2 separate regions of the Macaca mulatta genome follow, and region 2 is linked to region 1. The links are chromatin contacts, called in public Hi-C maps. All regions are on one chromosome and are shown on one strand. Each heading gives the region's core, a stretch centred on a gene start, on an enhancer-like site or on the middle of the called end of the contact. The rest is flanking DNA. Distances are from core to core; before and after follow the strand shown.

Region 1 (7,888 bases), core at 3,290-5,789:
ACACATGCCTCCAATCCCAGCACACTGGGAGGCTGAGACAGGAAGATCACTTGAGCCCAGGAGTTTGAGAGCAGCCTAAGCAGCATAGTAAGACCCTCTTTGAAAAAAAAAAAAAAGGCCCAGCGCGGTGGCTCAAGCCTGTAATCCCAGCACTTTGGGAGGCCGAGACAGGTGGATCACGAGGTCAGGAGATCGAGACCATCCTGGCTAACACAGTGAAACCCTGTCTCTACTAAAAAAATACAAAAAACTAGCCGGGCGAGGTGGTGGGCGCCTGTAGTCCCAGCTACTCGGGAGGCTGAGGCAGGAGAATGACGTAGACCCAGGAGGCGGAGCTTGCAGTGAGCTGAGATCCGGCCACTGCACTCCAGCCTGGGCGACAGAGCGAAACTCCGTCTCAACAACAACAACAAAAAATACAGTTGCTAGTGTGTAGCAAAAAGTACAAATTGAGCTGTTTTTATTAAATTGAGAACTAATGGATGAGACAGATGCAGCTATGAAGAGTTGAAAGAACATGTACTAGGTAGAGGTGAGAGCAGTGCCCAAGAAGCAGGAAAACTTTTGACTTGTTCAAGAGACAAAAATGAGGCCTGTAGGGCTAAAAACTATTATCACTGAAGAAAGTAGTATGAGCTATCATTAGAGAGGTAAGCAGAGGGTCCAGACCCTGTGGGGTTTTGGAAGAGTTTGGTCTTGAGTCAATGGTACTGGGAAGCCACTGCAGGTTTATAAAAGCAAGGGGTGATGTGATCAGACTTATTCTTAAACATGTATGCTCTGTGAAAAACTGATGAAAACAGGTCAACAATGGTGGCAGGAACACCAGTTGAGAGGTTGAATAGTTCAGGAAAGAGATAATGCTGGCATGGACTAGGGTAAAAGAGTAGATGAGGGGAATGGAGTAGTCTGAGATTTACTTAAGAGGAAGTAGCAACAGGAGTGGATTGGGAGTGAGGAAGAGAGAAGTCAAGGTGACTCTTAGTTTCTGACTTTAGTAATGGGAACCACTAACAGAAAGACTGGAAAAGTCAAAAGTTTATTTTTAGGTACCAACATCCACAACGATGATTGATTCATTTAATAATTTGGCGTTACAGTTGACCTCTTCACCTCCAGTGATCATTTTTTCCCACCCTACATCAGCCTCTCATCCCCCTGCCTTGTTCACAACACTATCACCTCCAAAATCTGATCACCCCCTTACCCCTTCCAGCTCAGCTACTTTGATTTCCATGTATATTAACGTGGTCACCCCCTTATAAATATTTTTACCTCCTTTATCTCCTCCCATTGTCCCACTTTCCTGGTTAAACCCAACTTGCTTGCACTTGGGAGGGAAAATAGAGCCATGCTGACACTTTAAATTCATGGCCACAGATTTTAAAAGGTACCAAACACTGCCCGGACATTTTGGCTCATTTTTTCCACTCTTCAGAACTTCTCTTTCTTTCCCTGCTATCTTCTTCTGACACTGCCTGATGTTTCATTGAAAAGTAGAAGTCATTAAACGGGAACTGTCTCATCTTCCCACCACTAGTCCTCCTAACCCACCTGCATCTGTGGCCACTTTTCTTCCTCTTGTAATAGATGAAAACGTTCCTGCTCCTATCAAAAGCCATCTTTCCAGCTGTACTCTGCATCCTAGCCTCTCTTGTCTTCTCTAGACTTCCCTACTGTAAGTATCTTCTCTTGCATCATCAGTTCTCCCTCTCTACTGAATCATCCCATTAGCGTACAAACATGCTCTAGTATATTACTATCAAAACACTCCCTTCACGTTCCATTTTCAGATACTGTCTCATTTCTTATCTCCACAGAATTTGAGTGAACTGTTTATAGTCACTCTCCCTACTTTTCACATTCTCTCCTCAGCCCATTCCAGCTGAGTTTCTGTTCTCACTAATGCAGGCTGCTTTTGTTATGATCACTAGTGACTGCTATGCTTGTCAAATCTAGTGGTTCCTTTTTTTCTTTTTTTTTTTTTTTTTTTTTTGAGATGGAGTCCCAGGCTGGAGTGCAATGGTGTGATCTCAGCTCACTGCAGCCTCCACCTCCCAGGTTCAAATGATTCTCCTGCCTCAGCCTCCTGAGTAGCTGGGATTACAGGTACCCGCCACTATACCTGGCTACTTTTTGTATTTTTAGTAGAGAGGGGGTTTTACCATGTTGGCCAGGCTGGTCTTGAACTCCTGACCTCGTGATCCACCTGCCTCAGCCTCCAAAGTGCTGGGATTACAGGTGTGAGCCACTGCACCTGGCCCCTTGTCTCTATCTTGATGTCTCAGTAGCATTCATCACTACTGATTCATGTCTTTACACTCTCCTATTTTTTTATTTTGGTTTTGGTTTTGTCACAGAATCTCGCTCTGTCGCCCAGGCTGGAGTGCAGTGGCGTGATGTCGGCTGACCGCAACCTCCACCTCCCAGGTTCAAGCGTTTCTCCTGCCTCACCCTCCCAAGTAGCTGGTATTACAGGCCCCGCTAATTTTTATATTTTTAGTAGAGACAGGGTTTCGCCATGTTGGCCAGGCTGGTCTTGAACTTCTTATCTCAGGTGATCTGCCCGCCCGCCTTGGCCTCCCAAAGTGCTGGGATTACAGGCGTGACTCACTGCGCCTGGCCTCTTCTATTTTCTTCTTTGGCCACTTCCCAATCTCCTTTGATGATTCCTTCTCAACCTTGAAATGCTAGAGTGCCCTACGGCTCTGTCCCTGGCCTCATTCAAGTGCATAACATCAAATACCATCCTTGTAATGGTGACTTATTTCTCTAATTCTGGCTTAGACTTTTCCCGAAAAATAACAGCCTAAATTTCACATGGGCCCCCCAAAAAAACTCCCCCTCCCCAAAACCACTATCCCCCAGTCTTCCTATATCAAGCAAAAAATTTTAGTTATATGGATTCCTCCTAATCTACTCATTCCTACTGAACTTCTCCATCTCATATCCATCTAACTCCTAGTACCCTTATGCAAATCATTAAATCTTGCCTATATTACCATAATAGCTGTAATTTGTCTTTCCACTCCCCTAAAATCTTGTTTTCACACAGCAGACCATGATCTTTTCAAAATGTCAATCAGTCCCTGGTTCTCAAGCTAGGAAGATAGTGCCCACAGGGCAAATGTCTGGAAACACTTTTGGCTATCACAACTGGGTGGATGCTACTGGCATCTATTGGATAGAAGTCAGAGTTGCTGATAAACACACAGGAAAGTCCCTCACAAAGAATTATCTGGCCACAACCTATCAATACTGCTGAGTTTAAGAAACCAAGCCTTGTATCATTCTTCTTCTACAGCAAAAAGGGTGTGGAGAATGGAGGGCCACTGAAAGAACCAAACCTGAGCCCCTTTATGGAGGCCACAGCACAGCCCATTTAATGGCCTGGAAAATTCTCAGGGGGAAAGTTGGCTCTCCTCTACTTTAAACTTTTCAATGGCTTCCAACTTTATGTAGACTAAAATACAAACTCCTTATCCTGGTTTACAAAGCCCACTATCCTGGTTTACAAAGTGGCTGTAGCCAGTCACTCTGTATTTCATCAGTCTCTGAATTGGCCAAACTTATTCCTTTTGCAGCTGTTTCTTTTGCTTGGAATGCTTTTTGTGTGGCTTAAATATCAGCCCCTCAGACACCTCGTTACCCAGTCATATTACATCACCGCTTATTTTTCTGTAGCACCCTCACCACTATTTAATCTTTCAGCCCATCTCCAGCGCTGCAACATGGACTCCCTGAAAGCAGAGATCTTTTTTCTCACTGCTGTCTAGTTGGCCCTTAAACAGTGCCTGACTTATAGTAAGTGCTCAGTAAATAATAGTGATTAAATGAATGAAAAACTGTGAAGTCTGATGATTATCATATACCTAAGTGAAGACAGAATGGACAAATGAATATGCCACTATGAGGTTCTGGGAAGAGGTATAGGTTAACAAAGATAGATAACTTGAGGATTAAAACTATATTAAAAGCCACGGGTCTGGATGAGATCACCTAGGATGAAAAAATAGAGTCTTTTTAAATCAATACACCATTTATTAACCTGAGCAGCAGAGAAGGGGCTCGGAAAAGCACCTGCCCTGAGACCTTTACTGGAGCCCCATAACCTCTCTCCATAAGGAGCCCTCGGGGAAGAGAAAAAAGCCTTCCAGACAGGCTTATCTCTTACACCCCCCTCCCCATTCCCCGTCGGTCTCCGAGCACAGGGGCCCCACGCACCTCTGGGGGATCCATCCTGGGGTGCGGCGACCCTCTTGGTGAGCAGCGAGCGCCTGTGTCCGCTGGCCTGGGTCTGCAGCCCGTATGAGAACTGCGGCGGGTCGTTCCAGCCGCGCTCCTTGTTGCCTGCGGAGGCGAGGGATGTGTGAAGCGAGCCCGGAACTCCACTGATAGTTCATATTGGGGCTGGGGGAGACAGAGGGTCCAGACTCCGCGCCGCAACCGCCCCCAGCCTAGGCCGGGGCGAGGACCTAGTGCCCTAGCCAGTCGGCCGCGCTCACCCGGCTTCACGTACAGCTCAGCCATCTCCACTTCCGCTTGGCCAGCGGGGCAGCGCGTCATTTCCGGGACGGCCGCTCACAGTTGAGCCGCGTCCCAGGCCAGGCGGGTTGCCGGGAACCCTGGAGGATGGATGCTCGTTCACAGCCGTCGGGAGCTGCTGTGGGGACCCTGCGGCAACTCCCTAAGACTCGAAGGCTCCATCTAATGAACCATCAGGGCCCGGTCACAAGGCACCAAAGGAGGTTGTTGTCCAGGAGCCAGCGCCCTAGGAGCCCTCATCCTCTCAGGAGCAAGTTCGAACAACCAGAAGCTCCTGCCCCACATACGCCCCGCTGCGATCTAGCCAGGTTGACTTCTACAGCCTCCTCTTGCATTGCCCTGCACAATCTCCACATTCACCTCAGGTAGCCTCACTAACTAGTACTCATCTTCCTTCAGTTCTCAGCTCAGATGTCAGTTCTTCAGGAGGCCTTCTGGAATGTCTCAGGCCAGGTTAAGTGTCTTACTTGAGCTCCCACAACCCTACAACCCTCTAAGATTTCCTAATTATATTACATCACATCTTCTGTCTTATTTGACTCTTGTTCATTTCCCTGACAGTCTCAGAAGGTGGGACCTTGCCTATTTTATTACATCCCCGGTGCCCAGCTTAGTGCGTGGCACAGGGAACTCCTTAGAAAATATGTTTGTTGAATGAATGAAGTCAGATCTCCATCACACCCATGCTGTCATGTGACTACAGAGAGCCACCAACATCAAGCACAGACACAAAGACGCTCATCTCACACAGGCTGTTAGCCCCCAGCCCTGTCCCAGGCCCAATATACTCACATCCAGTGAGGTCACTGAGGGATTTTTATTTGCACTGATTTTGCTATAAAGTGTTACTGAGGTAGAGCCAACTGTCCAGGGTTGGACAGGGGCAAGGAACACAAGGACCCAAGGAAAGGGAAGTCAGGGTCCTACATTGTGGTGCAGTGCCTTCCAGTCATCCATATAAACAATAAATTGGGCAATAAACAGACAGTGGACAAGGATCAGAGGGACAGGCAGAGAAGGCTTCAAGGGGTGACAGGCTATAGGCCTTGAGGAATAAAAGGGTACAGAGTTAGGCATGGACCCAGAGCCTCCTTCCCCAGCCTTCCCAGATAAGTTTAGGGCATGTGGAGCAGAGAGGGTTTCAGCCGGAAGGCATCAAGAAAAGAGAAGACACCCCGCTTTCGAGGGGTTGCCCCTGCACCGCCAACCCCTCCTTTGAGCAGGGGGAGGGGCAGGGGACCTCCTGGGGAATCCATGGAGCTGGTCCGCTTGAGCCGCAGGCGGGCACGGGCCTGGGCACCCCAGGCCTTGCCTCGAGCTGCAGAGGCCACAAGACACTTCTGGTACTGAACCTAGGGAGAAGGGGAATGTGAGGATCCAGCTACTTTCTGCCCCTAGACTCCCTGAAAGCTTCTGCTGGACAGGGAACTGGCCAAAGCTTCTGTCTGATAACAAGGTTGGTAGTCGGCCACATGTGGAGTTTCTAGAGCATTCCCAGGTAGCTCAATAACAAAATCATAAAACTGTATCAGACACTTAAGGAGGGCGAGCTGGACACTGCTAAGTGCTTTGTATAATTCAGTTATTTATGAGGGGTTATTATCCCTGTTTTGCAAATGAGGAAATTGAGATTCAGAGAGTATATGACTTGCCCAAGGTCACAGAGCCAGAGAAAGGCAGAAATGGCATTCAAACCTAGTTCTCTGATTGCAGAGCCTGAACTCTTCATTACATGTACCACTATGTTGGCTCTTTTCCATCTCTCACTGGTGGGGACTAGTCCCTGCAAAGCAGATTCCCTAGTTGAGGGTAAGGGTGTACAACTCAAACTCCAGCCCCAATGCAACTCCTCCCAGTCATCTCATCTGAATGGCTCAAAGGCATCCTAATTGGCCTTCCTACCTCCTCTCATGTCCTCCAAATCTTTACCCATACTATAGCTTAAGTGATCATCCTAATACATAACCCTGACTTCACTGTGGGGCTTCAGTGATTCCTAGTGCCTCCAGATAAACTCATCACCCTGACCTATGAGGTCCCCCATAACCTGGCTTCTGTCATTCTCTCTGATCTCATCTCTTACTACATCCCCCTTGCATGCCAGATACACTAGATTCTTTCAGATACTCTCATCCACTAATATCTCTCACCTTCACAGCTAAGGTTCCCTGTGCTTGGTACACCTGCCCACTCCCCTTCACCTGGCTAACTTCCCTCTTGGACTGTCAGTTTTCTATCACCTCTTACAGGTAGCCTTCCTGACCCCTAAAGGGGCCACCTCTTCCATTAACCAGCGGTGTACAACTTATTTCTGGTCTATCTTGGCACTATCCTAAGTGTTTTGCGAAGGCAAGGGCTGTGCCCTCTATAACACTAAATTCTCAGGGTCAACTATGGTGCCTGGGACCCTGTAGGCACTCATATTTGTTGAATGAATGAGCAAACTGAACTAACAAAGTGTAAGCAACCCACAGTCAAATGCCCACAGATGCCAGGAAATAAACCTAAATGGGACAAACAGGAACAATGCCAACTCTTTAGGGCACAGCTTCTGCACAACTCTGGCTGCATGTTGACATTTACACGTGTGAACTGAGTGCCAGAGCTCTTGATATTTTAAGAAAAACAAGAATAGCGATTATTATGTGAAATGTCCTGGCCTTTAAGTATTGGCAACTAATTAAAACTTACTAAAAACATCATGAGGGCCAAAACATTAATGATGCAGAATCAGCCCAGGTTTGTGATCTCTAAAGAGGCTGCCGACCCTGAGCCCCAGTAAACAGCGGAGAGCAGCTGCAGGGCAATCCCACCCACCCATTCCCACCCATGACTCACCATACAGGCAGCCTGCACAGCTTCGGAGAGTCCCCCTGCATGGGGCTGGCACCAGAAGGCTGCGCACTGGAAGCTCTGACGGCCCAGGTCAGCGATGAGGCCAAAGGTGTGTGGGTCGCGGCCAACACCAATAAATGTCACAAGGCGCACAGGGCACTGCCACAATGGCTCCTCCTCTGTACTGGCCTCTGCCTGCCCACACCAGGCCTAGTCACTAGGGGGCCAAGCACTGGCCAGACCCACTGAACTTTTCCAGCAGCAAGCAGTGACCCCTCAGCATCCCTGCTCACCCCTCCAAAGCCCCCAACTTCACCCTCTTCTGATACCTGAATGGGGTGTGCAGTCATGAGAGAGTCAGACACACTGAGCATGGTTGGGACCCAGGCATTCCGGTCCCCCCTGGTGGTGAGGGTACCAATGGCCTCGTTCAGCACATCCATGCCTGGGGGAACATGCCCAGCGTGTCTCCCAGTTGTAAAAGAAAGAGTCTGCAGGGAGTGTCTAG
Region 2 (7,888 bases), core at 2,007-4,506, 69 kb after region 1:
TCCCGAGTAGCTGGGATTACAAGCATGTGCCACCACACCTGGTTAATTTTGCATTTTTAGTAGAGATGGGGTTTCACCATGTTGGTCAGGTTGGTCTCGAACTTCTGACCTCAGGTGATCCACCCGCCTCCGTCTCCCAAAGTGCTGGGATTATAGGCATGAGCCACCTTGCCCGGCCAAGTGTGGGTTTTAGAAGCCAGCCTGGGTTAAGTGCAGTGGCTCATGCCTGTAATTCTAGCACTTTGGGAGGCCAAGCTGAAAGGATCATTTAAGGCTGAGCTCCAGGCTGTGATAAGCCATGATTGCACCACTGCACTGCAGCCTGGGCAACAGAGCAAGACCCTGGCTCAAAATAATAAATAAATAAATAAATAAATAAAAAGTTTTTCTTGGAGAAATAAGAAAATAAAAATTTTTTAATTAAATTTTTTTAAAAATTGAAAAATTAAAAAAAGAAGCCAGACAGTTGCATGAGGAAGGGGTCAAGATCCAGGCCCTGTCCCTGGCCAGAGCATGGTGCACAGCAGGTGCTCAATAAATAGCTGTCCAGGGGATGGATGGATGGATACTGGGAGAGAAGATATTAAGGATAGAATGATGGTCTGTAGATATTTTAACGTGCTGTTTTGTGGAAGAGATTGCAGACTTCATTGATTAATTCCAAGGGGTAGAATTAAGGTCAAGGGAAAGAAGTTGGTTTTAAGAATAACTTTTTTCCTAGATTTGTGCTTAATTGAACCTTTGCCTAAGTTATATAGCTTTTTAAAAATTAGAGGTTTCCTGTAAAAATTCTTAGGTGCCACCAGGACCCTAATCTGGAGCTGCCAAGGGGGTCTGGGAGGAGACAACATCAAATAATTACACTATAACTTAATGATAGCTGTGAAAAGGGTTATGAAGAAGCTGGGTCATTGGTACAATGGTTCTGAGTATGTGACACTGGACTTGAGATGTTGAGAATGTTGTTAAGGGAAGGATGCTTCTCCTTAGGGAGAAGAGGTAAGGGTGCAGGCAGAGAAAACAACTTGTGCAAGAGCCTCCCCCAAGAGTGGGAGTGGGGAGGAGAAAAAGAGCAGGGCTTGTTAACAAAGAGAAGGTCCCAGAAGAGGTGAGTCCAGATTGGAGAGGTATGCAGGGGTTAGACCATGTAGAGCTAAGTTGGCCACAATTCCAATTTTGAGTGTGAGGAACATGGTTTTTTATTCACTAGTGTTTCCTTAGTGCCTAGTAGACTAGTGGCGCTCAACATTTGGTGAAAGATTTTATCCTAAAAATTATGGGAACTCAGTTTTATGCAGAGAAGTGAAGTAATGATATTTTTCTCATTTTCATCATATATAAAATGAGAATAATGGTCATTGTGGTGAACATTCTGTAAAACAAAAATAAAATTCTAAGCCCCCCCCCAACCCCCACCATCTGAATGGACTTCCTCTTCAGCCAGGGCTCTTTTAAAATTTAACAGAGTGACTGTTTCAAGGCATGACGGGAAGTGGGAGTTGAACATGCCTCATTATACCTCTCCAGCGTTAACATCAACACAGACTTTAAATTTGATAAGAAACATTTTACAACCCATTCTCTCTGAAGCCTAGGATTTGAAGGTTTCCTCTGCAAATAGGAACTTGGGTCTCCACAATCCTTCATCTTAACCCAGACATTCCTTTCTATTGATCTCAGGTCTTTAGAGAAACTCAACCAATTGTCAACCAGAAAAATTTAAAACCTACCTATAAGCTGGAAGCCCCCCCACCGCCTCACTTTGAGTTGTCCCGCCTTTGTGTTGTCCCACAAACCAATGTCTTTCTTTCTTTCTCTCCCTCCCATCCCCTCCCTTCCCTTCCTTCTTTCCTCCTTTCCTTCTTTCTTTCCTTCTTTCTGTTAGGAACAACACCCAAAATCCTAAGGGAAATTGAACACTCGAACAAAGGATTCTTAGCAAAGCAATTTTACTTCTGTGCAGAGGGGTGTCTGTTTGGCCAGTCGCCATGAGAGCACACCTGAACAAAGGGGCACGAGAGCCTTTATTCCTGACGCAAGTCCTGCGGGTCATACAATCTAAACTAATCCCGGTTGGCTAAACACTTGAATTTTTTAGATAAGGTGGACACTTAAAAGAAAGTGGAGAGGAAGGGGAAGGGGTGCCTGTAATGAACTACAAAGTTAGTCCTCTTTCCAAATAAAGAAAGGAATGTGAGCTGGTACAGATAACGCCTAGTACTGTGGCGTGCCTGGGCATCTAATGAAGGCAAAAAGGAAAAAAAAAGGAGAAAAGGGGGAAAAAAGGTGTGTGTGGGGGGTACTATGAATTAAAGAATAAAAGACTGATCTAATTATTTGAAGAGAAACCTCATCATATCCCACATTTCTTTCTTTCTTTTTCTTTTTTTTGAGACGGAGTTTCGCTCTTGTAGCCCAGGCTGGCGTGCAATGGCGCGATCTCGGCCCACTGCAACCTCCGCCTCACGGATTCAAACCATTCTCCTGTCTCAGGCTCCGGAGTAGCTGGGATTACAGGTACCCACCACTACGGCTAATTTTTGTATTTTTAGTAGAGATGGGCTTTCACCATGTTGGCCAGGCCGGTCTCAAACTCCTGACCTAAATTGATCCATCCGCCTCGGCCTCCCAAAGTGCTAGGATTACAGGCGTGAGCCACAACGCGCGGCCCAACCAGTGTATTTCTTGAATGATTTGGATTGAAGTCTCATATCTCCCTAAAATATGTAAAACCAAGCTGTACTGGACCACCTTGGGCACATGTTCTCAGGACCTCCCGAGGGCTGTGTCACGGGCCATGGTCACTCATATTTGGCTCAGAATAAGTCTCTTCAAATATTTTACAGAGTTTGACTCTTCGTTGACAATTCAATGACGCTTCAAGCGTTTCTGGCAGCTCTTATCAGTGGGATCCGCATTAATGGTGAAATGGCATGGTGGCGCTTCCCGAAGTTCAGGGTTGTTTTGAACGTTCATCTAGAGCGCATTGTGGGTGGGGAAGTTGTGTTTGCTGAGTAGATTGTGACACCGCTGGCTTGGGGCACTTGAGGTAAGGGATGAGTGACTTCTTTTCCTAAAATTGATAAGACAAATCAATCAGAGGCGGAGCGCCGCCTCTGGCTCTGGTCTGGTGGTGCAGCGTCTCTAGCCCTCACCCCGCCCACCGTCCCCGCGCAGCGTCCGCTCGCCGAGCCCCGCCCTCACCCAGCACCCACTCCGCTCCTGGCGACTTCCCCGCCTGGGCCTTCCCTGTGCTGAGTCTGCGCAGTCGGTGCCATCGTCTACGCCCCTGGGAGCGTTGTGGCCGCTGTTTCCTGCGGCGTTCCTCCTCCTGCTCTACCATGTGGAGCCGACGGCAGGGCCACCTTAGGCCCACAGTCTGCGGGGTGGAGGAGCTACGGCGCCGCCGGCGGGAGCAGGAGGCAGGTGTGGGCGGCCGAGGGAGCGCGGGGGCATATAGCGATCGGAGATAGGTTGAGACTTCAGGCTTGGAGCCGCGGGATCTGGGTTCCGGTCGTCCTTCCCACGCTCAGCCCGCTCCTCTGCCCCCAGCACTGCGGAAGGCGCGGAGGGAGCAGCAGCTGGTCAGCAAGAGGCTGCTGAGAGAAGACGCCCCAGAGGAAGCTGGAGAGGGATGTGTGGCTGCGATCCTCGGGGAGGCCGAGGTGAGGGGGCAAGGCAGGGTGCGCTGGAGTCCACGCCACTGGCGCCAGACTCCCGGGAGTACTCGAGGTCTGCCCCAAACCTGAACGCAATCCACTCTACACTTCCATGCATTCAGTGGGTCAAGCCAGAAACAGGGGAATCATCCTGCACAACTCTTTGACCCTCAACCCCATATCATTCCATCATCAAGTCCTAGTTGTGTACCTCCTGAAGAGCTTTGGAGTCTTTACATGCTTCACCATCGAAGCTGCCACCACTACCTCTCTGGATACTACTGCAGTCTCCTAAAAGGTCACCCTGCATCTATGCTTGTCGCCGTCAATACGTCCTTTAAAAACACATGGAGACCAAAATCTTTCCTGTGTCCTGCAAATCATAGCATGGTCTAGCCTCTTCCTAACTCTAATTTTATCAGTTTTCTCATCCTAGCCACTGTCCCCTTTTCAGTTCCTGCAACGATATATCGGACCCTTGTGTCTCAAGCCCTTGGCATTCGCTACGTCTGATGTGGGTTTCTTTTGGTATTCTGTCTTGAGAACCTTCTTTTTGTTTTGTTTTGTTTTTTTGAGACAGAGTCTCGCTGTGTCGCCAGGCTGGAGTGCAGTGGCATGATCTCGGCTCACTGCAACATCCGCCTCCCGGGTTCAAGCGATTCTCCTGCCTCAGCCTCCTGAGTAGCTGGGATTACAGGCTCGCGCCACCATGCCCGGCTAATTTTTGTATTTTTAGTAGAGGCGGGGTTTCACCATGTTTGTCAGGCTGGTCTCGAACACCTGATCTCGTGATCCACCCGCCTCGGACTCCCAAAGTGCTGGGATTACAGGCGTGAGCCACTGTGCCCGGCCACCTACTTGTTTCTTGTAAAATATTAATCATTATCTAATGGCTTGTTTATTGTTCTTTCTCCAACTAGACTTTAATTGCAGGAAAACCTAGATCCTGTGTTATTTGTTATCATTGAAAACCCGGTTGCCCGCACATTATCTGGCATATAGTTAAGTGCTTAGTATTTATTGAATGAGTGAATGAAAGGATTTATTCAGCAAGCATTGAGTATCCCCTATATTTGTATTATGTTTACATACATAGTTTATCGTACATACTATGTTGACATATATTTTGTCAACTTATTTCTAGGTTGTACTATTCCATTGTGTGCTTACTTTATGCCAGGACACTGTGCTGGTCACTGAGGTACATAAAGATGAAGTCCCTTTCTTTGAGGTGCTCACAGCCCAGTGAAGAAGACATGTCATAAGGGAAGGAAACATGAGGAACAAAAGAAACTCCTAAGTCTCTCAAAAAGAGCTAACTTCCCAGAGAGAATGAGGAGCAGAAATCTGAAAAGAGTGGGAAGCTGGAGAGGGTATCCAGGCAGAAGGAATAGCATGTGCAAAAGCTCGGAAGTGTTAAAAAAAAAAAAAAAAAAAAAAAGGCTAATGTTGTGCTAGTTGTTGTTAGAGTGTAGGTTGCATGGGGAGAATGGCTGGAGGAGTAGGTTTTGCCAGGCTGAGAGTTTTAAATATCCTTGAAAGAACCTTGTATGAAGGCAGGGTAGATATTGTTATTCTCATTTTCAGGTGAGGAAACTTAGGTTCAGGTCCCATGTGGAGTGAGTGGCAGGTATGGTATTAGAACTCAGTTCTGATTCTCTGTCCACTCCACTGCAAGGTAGATGCTTATTAGTTGCATTAGTGTGAATGACAAGTTCTGGAGGTGGTATGATATTGGAAGGCTCACAGGTGAAGTGGGCAGAGAGAAACTTAGAACTTGCTTTCTGGGAACTATGTGTTCTCCTTTCCCTGCCCTGAACTCCAGGTGCAGCAGTTCCTGCGGCAAGCCCAGCGGGGTACAGAAGAAAAGGAGAGAGAGGGGGCTCTGGTTAGCCTTCGTCGAGGCTTGCAGCACCCTGAAACACAGCAAACCTTCATCCAGTCAGTGTGGGTGGTGTGGGGGAGGGGGGAGCTGGGGCTTTGAGGGATGGGCCACAAGCTAAGCAGGGCTCTGGTACTCATTCACGTAGGCTGGAGGGCAGCATGCGGACCCTGGTCGGGCTCCTGACCAGCAACCAGGCTCTGCTGCAGCTTGAGGCGGCTCGGTGCCTGCATGAGCTTTCTCACTCTGAGCAGTCCACCATTGCTGAGGCCTGCCTGCCAGCTACTTCCTACCTCCTCACCTACCTCTCCGGTCACAGCTCAGACTTCATAGTAAGCCCTGTCCCTTCCTATCTTGTTCTTGGTTTAGATTTTAAAATTGTGCTTTTGGGACCAGTTTGAGCTGGCAAGTAGGAGGAAGAAAACATATTTGCCCTTATGCCTACAGCCATGCCTACACCCATCATCTCCCCACCCTCTTGTGAGCGTCAAGGATAGCTGCTCCAGTGTCCCCATCACCTCCCCTCCCCATCTCCCCACACCCAGCCTGGCATGAAACAGGCCAAGCCCAGTGCTTTTGTTGCCTGTTCTCAGGAGCTGTGTCTGTATACACTGGGTAACCTGATCGTGGAGAGTGAGGCTGTGAGAAGGCAGCTCCTGCCACAGGGCATTGTTCCAGCCTTGGCTGCCTGCATTCAGGTGACTCCTTTCTTCCTCCCTGGGCAACCCTTCCTTTGCTCCTTCCCACATGCTCCATCTACTTTGGTTAGGTAGCTGCAGCTTCTGCTCTGTGCCAAGGGGCTGAAAGTCTCTGAAGACCTTATGACCCAGCTTCCAGTCAGATCCTTACCCTGTCTACTTTCAGTCCCCCCATGTGGCTGTGCTGGAAGCTCTTGGATATGCCTTGTCCCAGCTTCTACAGGCTAAGGAAGCTCCAGAGAAGATCATTCCGTGAGTAAAATTGTCTTTTGATGTGCAGCCAGAGGTGACCCACTCAGTAGTAGTATAGCTCCCGGATGCCTGAATGATTTCCAAAGCTGTTGCATATTTTAACTTCATATGTCTGGCTAGGAAGGGCTTTGGGTTTGGACACTTTCCCATCTGGGCAGGGCTTTGGGTCTGGACACTTTCCTACCTGCTATCAGGGTTTGGTAAGAGCCACTGGCATCTTCGTGGCCTACTCACAGCCCTGCTTCTGCCAGCAGCTCCATCTTGGCCTCCACTCTCCCTCAGCACATGCTACAAATGTTGCAACCTGGCCCAAAGCTGAACCCTGGGGTCGCTGTGGAGTTTGCCTGGTGCCTTCATTACATCATCTGCAGGTAACATGGGGCAATTGGGAAAGTACCACAGATCTTCCCTGGGGCTCCCTTTCATGACATTCAACTCTTTGAACTTGGGTCTGGAATTGCTACAGTGAGTTTTCCTCCCTCCACTCTCCTCTCTTTTTGGAGCCCAGGAGACCCACAGACCTTAGCTGTTTTTTTTTTTTTTTGAGACAGAGTCTTGCTCTGTCACCCAGGCTGGATGGAGTGCAGTGGTGCAATCTCAGCTCACCGCAACCTCTGCCTCCCGGGTTCAAGCGATTCTCCTGCCTCAGCCTCCTGAGTAGCTGGGACTATAGATGCGTGCCACCATGCCTGGCTAATTTTTGTATTTCTAATAGAGACAGGGTTTCGCCATGTTGGCCAGGCTGGTCTCGGCCTCCCAAAGTGCTGGGATTACAGGCATGAGCCACAACGCCGAACCGCTTCACTTCTTAAAGGTGGAATTGACTATATACATAGTGACTGCTTGCTTCCTGTTTCCCAGCCAGGTCAGCAATCCTCTGCTCATTGGCCATGGGGCTCTGTCTACTCTGGGGTTGCTGCTGTTGGACTTGGCTGGGGCTGTCCAGAGAACTGAGGATGCAGGACTGGAGCTGGTAGGTGAAGAGGTCAGGTGAAATTCTGGGAGATGTTTCCTGATACTCCAGAATGCAGGTAACCTCTTCCTTCTTACACCTGACCCCCCAATATGTCTTTGCAGCTGGCATGCCCCGTGCTTCGATGTCTAAGCAACCTGCTAACTGAGGCAGCAGTGGAGACTGTGGGAGGGCAAATGCAGCTCAGAGATGAGCGTGTTGTGGCAGCCTTATTTATCCTTCTGCAGTTCTTTTTCCAGAAACAGCCCAGTCTACTCCCTGAGGGCCTCTGGCTCCTCAACAACCTCACTGGTACGCACCATAGTCTGCCCAGGCCTGGACATTTGGATAATGGGGATATTTCCCCATGGCCTAGGCTGAGGTGGGTAGTATTGGCAGGGGTGGTGGGGGAAAGCAGTTTTTCACCCTGGTACTTCTCTTCCAG

The links. Hi-C and Micro-C count contacts between places; a contact is called where the count stands out from the background.
Region 2: a contact with region 1 is called in a Hi-C map of blood, with 4 times the contacts expected there. The contact joins the promoter of TMCO6 here to the promoter of SRA1 in region 1. A contact is called at or near these places in 7 of 14 Hi-C or Micro-C datasets (CD4 T cells, blood, cortical neurons and 4 more).

The regions. Positions count from the first base shown.
Region 1 is chr6:149,409,144-149,417,031 of T2T-MMU8v2.0, forward strand. SRA1 (steroid receptor RNA activator 1) reads right to left here and starts at 4,540. Exons shown (of 3, transcript XM_077937179.1): 1 at 4,225-4,540. The coding sequence starts at 4,530. It overlaps APBB3 (amyloid beta precursor protein binding family B member 3), which reads right to left. Exons shown (of 13, transcript NM_001266106.1): 11 at 7,710-7,825; 12 at 7,384-7,575; 13 at 5,360-5,897. The coding sequence ends at 5,661.
Region 2 is chr6:149,478,941-149,486,828 of T2T-MMU8v2.0, forward strand. TMCO6 (transmembrane and coiled-coil domains 6) reads left to right here and starts at 3,257. Exons shown (of 9, transcript XM_077937177.1): 1 at 3,257-3,422; 2 at 3,553-3,665; 3 at 6,406-6,491; 4 at 6,743-6,862; 5 at 7,353-7,464; 6 at 7,569-7,755. The coding sequence starts at 6,777.